2 separate regions of the Mus musculus genome follow, and region 2 is linked to region 1. The links are chromatin contacts, called in public HiChIP or PLAC-seq maps. All regions are on one chromosome and are shown on one strand. The core of a region is the stretch at or near the end of the contact, and the rest is flanking DNA. Distances in the headings are between cores, read along the strand shown. Region 1 holds the start of Ryk (receptor-like tyrosine kinase). Region 2 overlaps Slco2a1 (solute carrier organic anion transporter family, member 2a1).

What was found. HiChIP or PLAC-seq counts read pairs in DNA pulled down with a chosen protein or histone mark.
Region 2: an HNF4G HiChIP or PLAC-seq map of pancreatic cancer cells shows a contact between it and region 1. The contact joins the enhancer-like site here to the promoter of Ryk in region 1. A contact is called at or near these places in 3 of 115 datasets of contacts at active chromatin or transcription factors (embryonic stem cells, extraembryonic endoderm stem cells and pancreatic cancer cells) and 1 of 9 other capture datasets (embryonic stem cells).

Annotation. Positions count from the first base shown.
Region 1 is chr9:102,832,655-102,836,709 of GRCm38.p6, forward strand. It overlaps Ryk (receptor-like tyrosine kinase), which reads left to right and starts at 2,266. Exons shown (of 15, transcript NM_013649.3): 1 at 2,266-2,585. The coding sequence starts at 2,402.
Region 2 is chr9:103,076,887-103,080,941 of GRCm38.p6, forward strand. Slco2a1 (solute carrier organic anion transporter family, member 2a1) reads left to right here. Exons shown (of 14, transcript NM_033314.4): 10 at 38-203; 11 at 2,563-2,726. Among named protein-coding and RNA genes, the nearest start is that of Rab6b, 33 kb to the right of the region's middle. Within about 2 kb of position 1,730, at least 35 of the 459 cell types and tissues checked have an H3K27ac peak or open chromatin away from gene starts, as enhancers often do. A contact at or near this core is called in pancreatic cancer cells, where this site is marked.

The sequences.
Region 1 (4,055 bases), core at 1,016-3,515:
CCTTAGTCGGGTTTGAGCCTAGGACTTTGCATTTCTATAATTCCCCGGTGAAGCAGCTGGTTTGGGAGTCACACGCAGAGACCCTTAAGTTTTCCCCCATAGCACGGATGAAAGCTCACATCCTTGTAAGTACTGAAGGAAGCTCTTTGGCATTCCTGCACCCTAGTGTGCTTCATACAGCAAAAATTCATGTTGGGTACAGGCTCTGGGTTATGCAGGGGGGGTTAGTGAAGGGACTTTTGGAGGATACCTCATTTGAACTGTTTGGTGATGAAACTACACAGAAGTGGCCATTAGAAGGAAGGGTTCATTATGTCAACAGTAATCATAACAATTGTAGCAGTCACCCAGTGTCCGCCCAGGTGTTTTATTTATAGCTTCTCCAATTAAATCCTTGTAAAAGCCCTGCAAGTCAGGCCTTACCGCTGGTGCTTAACCGAGGCTAGGAGAGTTTAATTTTCCCAAGGCCACACCATTGATAAATACCAGTGCTTAGTCCCGCTTGACTGACACCTTTGGGATATATTGTATCATAGTATCTCAAGATGTCACTGGCTAAAGATATGGAAGTAAACCAGCCTCTAGAAGACTCAGCTTCCATTCTTGGAGATTATTAGCTTGCTGCAAAAAATGTAGACAGCAAACCTTTGCTTTCAAGACGGCTCCGCCCCCACCCCCTTTGTTTTCTTGAGTAGAGAGCCCTGTTCACAGCATAGGTTCCTAGAGTCCTTCCTGGCAGGGCCCTGGTTCCCTACGAGGTAGCTGTGGCCACAGGTGACTTGTGTTTTTCATCATTCACTGATGGCATGCTTTTGTTCAGTTCATGCCCACTTCCTGGTCTCTTCCTGCAGGGCACTGTATTCTGTGCTGGGGAACTGAAGCTTGACAAATTGAGGCCAGCTTGTCTCCAAATGGAATCCATCCCTCTCACTACAGGAGAGAGGGGGGAAAAATATCAAGATCCAACTATCCTCCTCTTCGGTCTCTCTCCCTGCCCTGGCAGGGGATACAGGTAATATCTCTCAGGGCCTGCGTGTGGATGGGCAACTGGGAGCTTGAAGCTAGGCCGGGCAGAAAGCAGCTGCTCTCCACAGGCAAGGAGGGAGGCATAAGGTCAGTGAACGGGTCACAGGGATGGGATGACCCTGTTCTGGAGGAAGTGAGAAGGGATGCTTGGGAGCCAGCCTGAGTGATGGCTTGTGGAGTAAGCTTGACTGGGGCTTCCCCAAATTCTTCATCAGAGTCTCTGGGATGTATCAGAGATCCTTAACCGGTTTAGGGAGACAAGGGCTTCCTAGAGCAAGGGATGAAATGTAAAAACCACTCTCCAGTATGTGAAAGCACCCATGCACACAGACAGCCATGTACAGCCATAAGCACACACTCACATACATTCCATGTTTTGGAGGGGGGGGCTGGCATGGACCACAGGTTAAAAGCCCAGATACAGGTTGATTTACAGTAAAGGAGAACTAGGATAATAAAAGTTCGTCACATGTAAAAATAAGCTTGCTGGGCATGGGTGGCACAGGCCTTTAATCCTGGCACTTGGGAAGCAGAGGCAGGCAGATCTCTGTGAGTTCAAGGCCAGCTTGGTCTACATAGCAAGTTCCATGCGGGCCAGGGCTACATAGTGAGACCCTGTCTCAAAACAAACAAACAAACAAACAAACTGTAAACCAAAATACAAAATAAAAAGTTTACTAAGGTTTTATGAGTTTTTTTTGTTTTTGTTTTTGCTTTCTGGAAAGTGTGTGGCATGTGAATTTTAGGGAACAGACATGCTAACTAGAGGCTGACCTCTGATGGTGGGATAAGGGAAGATTTCTACGTACCCGTCCCTTCTCACTAAATAAAACAGCATTCTTTTCTTTTGAGACAGCATCCAAGACTCAGGGCGCACCTGGGGAAGAATAAAGAGACCAACCGACTCTAGGCCTCAACGACTTGGGCTGGGGACTGGCTATATTAGCCTAGAGCCCTTCGCCTGGCCAGGGCACTTCATTATTGTTTTTGATTAGTTTGTGTCTCTTTAACTCATTTCCTTTATTCCTCGCGCGTTTCAGCCTGGCAAACAACGTAATGTTATTTATACCAACCCCTACGCGCGGCCCCCACCCCGACCTCAGGTCTGAGACGCTCTCCCGTGCACGCGCGCCCCAGAACCAGGCGCTCTCGGTCGGGCGGCACATGCGTGCGCGCCCTCGCGCACGGCGGGCACGCGCACGCGCGCGTCTCCGCCCGCAGCTCGCCCCCCCACCCCCTCCCGTTCCCGGGCGGCGGGTCTGAAGCGGCGGCGCGATGAGCTGGCCGGCCGCCCCCGGCTCGGGGCTGTGAGGCGCTCGGGGCCGGGGTGCGCGGCGGCGCGGCGGGCGGCGGACGCTCCTGCTCGGCGGCGGCCATGCGCGCGGGCCGGGGCGGCGTCCCGGGGAGCGGCGGCCTGAGGGCCCCGCCGCCGCCGCTGCTGCTGCTGCTGCTGGCGATGCTGCCCGCCGCCGCCCCGCGGTCCCCGGCCCTGGCCGCCGCTCCTGCGGGACCCAGCGTGAGCCTCTACCTGAGCGAGGACGAGGTGCGCCGGCTGCTTGGTGAGTGGCGCGGCTCCCGGGGCCTCGTGAGCCCGCGGTGCTGCCGCTGCGCCGCCCGCGCTCTCTCTCTCTCTCTCCCTCTCTGCAGCCTCCCTGCGCGTGTCACTCTAGGCCGCGGAGCTCCGGAGCCTCGGAGTCGGCGCTCGGGACACGGGTGGCCGCTCCTTAGCCTGCTGTGGGTGGCCCACAGGCCACGCCGCCGCCGTGCGCTTGCTTTCTGGTTAGCGAGTGGGGGGCAAGGTGAGCCGGGCGCCCTGAGTTGTGTGGCATCCTGCACACCTTCGGGCCGACCGGATCCCAAGCATCGGGGTTTGCCTTGGGTTCCTTGAGTGTGACCTGATGCTGCCGTTCCAGGCCACTTGCCTACTCTGCAGACCCTGAAGCGAGAGGAGAACTTGGCTTTGGGGTCCGTCGGCGGTGGTTCCGTTTACCTGTTTAGCCCGTTGTTTGGGGAGTCCGACTCTGCCCTCCGCTTGGAACTCTGTGCATTCTGAAAATCAGCCCTTGAAGGAAGGCCTGGCCAGCCATCAAAAGGAAGTCTCTGATAGTTAGGGATACCCAGCTTTTGCCGTCTTTTGTGCATTAAGGCAGTCCCTTCACTTTTTATCGGGGTGTTTTAGAGTGAAGTGTTGGAACTGGAAAGGTCTCCCCCTAAATATCCATTAAGTGTCACTTTTTTAGTGAGCGAGTATGCCTCCCCCAAGTGTGTGTGTGTGTGTGTGTGGTGTGCGCGCGCGTGTGTATGCGTATGTGTGTATTAGAGGAGGTTTTTTTGTTTGTTTGTTTGTTTGTTTGTTTTGTTTTGTTTTTCCTTTCCAGACAGGGACTTTATGTAGCCTGGGCTGTTTTGGAATCCACTATGTAGACCAGGTTGGCCTCAAGCTCACAGAGAGCCTTCTGCCTGTTAGAAGAGTTTCTTAGGGTCTGTTGAGAGAGTTTAGCCTCGGAATGAAAACTGCTTTTAGCAGACTGTTTAGACATAGTTGTATGTGTAGGTTTATCGGCTTTAACTAAAGAACTGTGTTTTCCTAACATCCTAATTTAACCTTCCTTATAGTCTAGTTGAATTAGCTGAATTTAGTCTAGCAGAATTGAAATGGCATCTGAGTTACGCCTGGAGCATGGGAGAAAGGCTTGGGAAAAAATAACGATTTGTAGTGCGGCTCCTAGGCGTGCTTTTGTAAGGGTTGTTTTTGTTGTTGTTAAAAGAACTTACGTAATTGTGACTTTATTGACATGTATTTCCTCTCCTGCCTTAGCCAGGATGGAAGTAGGGAGACAGAGATATCTGGCAGCAGACAGAGACGAGTACATGTGCCTACCGTTGCGTGTTAGAGTTTTGCTGTTACTTTTATTTATTTTGGTGTGTGTGTACCACGATGTGTTCTGTGGAGGTCACAGGACACCTTGAAGGTGTGGGCTGTCTTTCCACTATTAATAGGGGGTCCCAGGGCTCAAACTCATGTCATC
Region 2 (4,055 bases), core at 480-2,979, 240 kb after region 1:
TTGTTTGATTCTCTTCTCTTCCTGTCTCGCCTGGCAGCACACCAAGTTCTATACATCCGCAGCCTCCCGCCTGCCGCAGGGACTGCCTGTGCCCAGATTCCGTCTTCCACCCTGTCTGCGGAGACAATGGAGTCGAGTACCTCTCCCCCTGCCATGCTGGCTGCAGCAGCCTCAACGTGAGCTCAGCAGCTTCTAAGCAACCAGTAAGGACAACGACGAAGGGGGTCACAGGGGTCGACAGAACCACATGGAGCTTTGGGGCTCAGTGTGTCACCTCAAAAACCGTTCCTTGGCCGTCAGTATCAGCGTCTTAGCCCCCTCCACCATCTCTCATCCTTCTCTGCCCCGGGGTCATGACCAGATGCCCACAGCCCAAAGTCAGTTAAAGATTGGCTGGAGACCAACGAGTTCATTCTTGGGAACTTGGCAAAACAACAGAAACAAGTCCGAGCAGTCGCTCTCAGCGGAAACTTGTGACTGATACTAATGGCTCCCTGTGGCAGGGGGGAACTTCTGGGTTCTGGGTTCTGGGTTCAGGCCATATTACAGAGTCACATGGCCTGAGAGCAGAGGGTCCCCTGTGACTTGGACCTTAGAGGCCAGTGCTGGGAGCAGCAGTCGTTTCAAGCCCTCCTCTCCCAGGAGTGCCACAGAGTTGGCCTGAAGCCATGAAATTAAGTTCAAATCTAGGATTAGAAACAAAATCTCTCTTCACCTGGTCTTCAAGGCCATGTGTCTCCTTCTTAGACCTAGACCTATGGGGACTTGTCTGACAATATGTGAGGACAGTGACCCCAGGCCTTCTGGGATCAGGAAACAGCAAATGCCTCCTCCAGGTTTGTCTCTTAGTCAGAAATCCATGTGTGCAGCCACCATGTCAACCAAAAGCCCTGGTCTCACAGTTTACATCCAGTCCGATAAATGCACACGATAAATGCTGAGGGACTTCCTGAGGTGACTTACCCTTGAGCAAAGACCAGAAGAATCCTATGGAAACCTGGAAGCCCATTGCACTCGAGGGAAGCACAGGTGCCAGTGCACCAGAGAAGCTGAGGAAAGGCCTGGTCGGCGCTAAGCGACAAGTGTCACAGCTATCGGGACAAGGGATCAACAGGTCCAGAGCTGGGCAGGGCCAGGCAAGCCAGACTTAGGAGGGAGATTATTTCCCCTCTTAACTCCCTCTGATGAGAACAATGGAACGTCTATGTCATTACTATAGGATGCCCCCATAGGAAGAATGCACCTGTGTGTCGGCCATGTGTGTTGGCCATGGGCCAGGCTAGCCCCCACTTACCACCTCTTGCGAGGTCACAGAAAAAAGCTTCCCCTGTCTGTCACTATGGGCAAAGGCCCTTGGCTCTCAGGTAGAGAAGGGTGAGGAGCTAAGACAAGATGGCCCCTTAGTTTGCCTCTTAACTGGAAGAGTGGTGGCTTCTGTGGTTTTCTTATCTTTATTTACTCTCCGCTGACTCATCTACTTCCAGAAATAATCTTGACAAGCTTCCAATAACAGCACAAGTACATCAAGACAAAATCCATTACCATGATAGCAAGGGAAAAAATAATAAATTATAAGGGGGATAAAGTCTTAGTATTTTAAGATCCAGATTGCGGGAGGTTACGGCAATATCGTGTGTTAGGAACTTCTGAGCTTGAGGGCCACAGTCCCACTGACTGACAGAGGGAGGCCTCCTCTAGCTCATTAGTTGGCTCAGCCCCATAACAGCTCTGACACCAACGTCATCATAGGCTGGGCCATCAGCCACTGCAAGGAGGGAAGGCAAAGATGACCAGATGAACGGTGGCCGCCAAATGAGTCGAACAGCAGTGTTGAGCCACATAGAATTATGATGAGGCAGGGTCCTCCTCTGGGGGCTCTTCTTAGGTCAAAGTACACCTCTTCAGTGGGGAGTGCTACAGAGCATTCAAGAGACTCTGTTATTGTTTCCTCTACTCCCGGAACATACCTTCTCCCATAACAACTTGCGCAACCACTAGAGCGGGCTGGACCGGGAGGAGAGCTCCCAGGTTCCAGGCGCTGAGCTGATGAGGGTGCTTTGCCTGGTGATGGGATCTTGGGCATTCAGATGTTGGAAGACTGCAGGAGTTCATCCCATGCTGGACTCTTGGTGAAGACCATTTCTTTCTTTTTTTTATTTTAAAGATTTGTTTATTTATTTTATGCATGTGAGTGCACTGTCACTCTCTTCAGACACACCAGAAGAGGGCATCAGGTCTCATTACAGATGGTTGTGAGCCACCATATGGTTGCTGGGAATTGAACTCAGAACCTCTGGAAGAGCAGTCAGTGCTCTTAACCGCCGAGCCATCTCTCCAGACCGTGAAGACCATTTCTAATGTCCCCAAAGTGAAAGAGCCAGGACCCCATGGGGCACTCTAAAACCCTCATCTGACCTCTTCAGTCTTTGAATCCTAGCTTTTCCTCCATCCCTGGAGGGCTGAAGGGAGGGCAGAGGGATTCGTTCATATTAGAGGGAGGCAGTGTGGATATGTGAAACATACAGAGGTTAAATCATGACGTGGCCCCTCCTGTTCTTCAAGATCTATTTGAACTGTAGCTGTGTGACTGGAGGATCCGCATCGGCCAAGACAGGCTCCTGCCCTACATCCTGTGCACAGCTGCTGCTCCCGTCCATCTTCCTCATCTCCTTTGTGGCACTCATTGCCTGCGTCTCCCACAACCCCCTCTACATGATGGTCCTACGGTGAGTGAAATCTCTGAGCCTCTGGCTGCTGCTTCCACACCCTCTCTTTGACAGTACATCCTGTCTCCTACTCAGAGTCTCTCCTCCCTTAACTGGGGAGTCTTAACAGCAACCTACAAGTGTCTAATGGTGAGAAGACAATAGGTACACTGATGGCAGGAGTTCCCTGTCCCAGGAGGAGCTCCTGGTAGGGAAGCCTGGCCCAGGCTCCTAGTATCCATGAAACATAGGCCCTGTTGGCACCCCCATCTTTATTTGTGGGAAGTTAAATCATAGCCCGGGATGGTGGAACTGTCGAAAGGTTGAGCCGCAGGTTCAAGACAGGCTGTGGGTAAAGATTCACTTGTTCTTCAATATTAAAAGAGGAGAAATCAGCAAGTCAGAAACTGAGGAAAGTTCCAGAAGCAAAGCGAACACTGTGAGAAAGGGCTGAAAACGTGAAATTTGCAGGAGACTGGGGACTCAGTGCTCAGAGTGGAGGGACAAGGGACCAGGAACCAGGGTGGGGTCAAGAGAAGTGTCTGGTTTTTAATAGAGAGCGTTCCCTCTTCTCATTCTACCAAGAAGGAAAATGTAAGAAAAGAAAAAGAAAAAAGAAAAGAAATCTCACCCAAGTTCATCTAACCACCTCCTGCCTGCCTCTCTGACCTCCCATCCAGCCCCATCAGCTTACTTGGAAAGCAGAGAAGGAGAAACACAAAGGTTGAAAACTCCCTATCAGATTAAAAGTCTCTACTTGAGTGTCTTGGGTGTTGCCTGACCTCATGACTCCCAGTTTCCTTGACTATGAAAGGAAGATAGTGATACCCACCTCCAAGTGTGAGTGTGAGCAATTACAAGGTCAATCGCTTCGTAAACAGAAGCTCCTCTGCTGGGCGTGGTGGTGTCATCTATAAATCTAGTGCTTGGAAGTAGGAGAACCAAGAGTTCAAGGTCTTCTTTGCCTAGATAGTAAGTTACAAGCCAGCCTAAGCAATATGAGACCCTACCTTACAAGGTTCTCAATGTTTGAGTAACAATCCCTTTGGGGGTTGACTGACTCTTTCACAGGGGTTGCCTACTACGACCATCAGAAAACACAGAATTTACATTACAATTCATAACATTAGCAAAATTAAAATTAGGAAGTAACAACGAAATAATTTAGTGGTTGGGAGGCTCACCACAGCATAAGGAACTGTATTAAAGGGTCGCAACCTTAGGAAGGTTGAAGACCACTGCCCTACCTCAGAAAAGACATGGGGGCTGGTGTTCTCCATATTGATTAGGACCTATCTCTCCAGAAGGCTAAGCAATGAGGAAGGACCAGCTGCCATGTCAATAATGTAG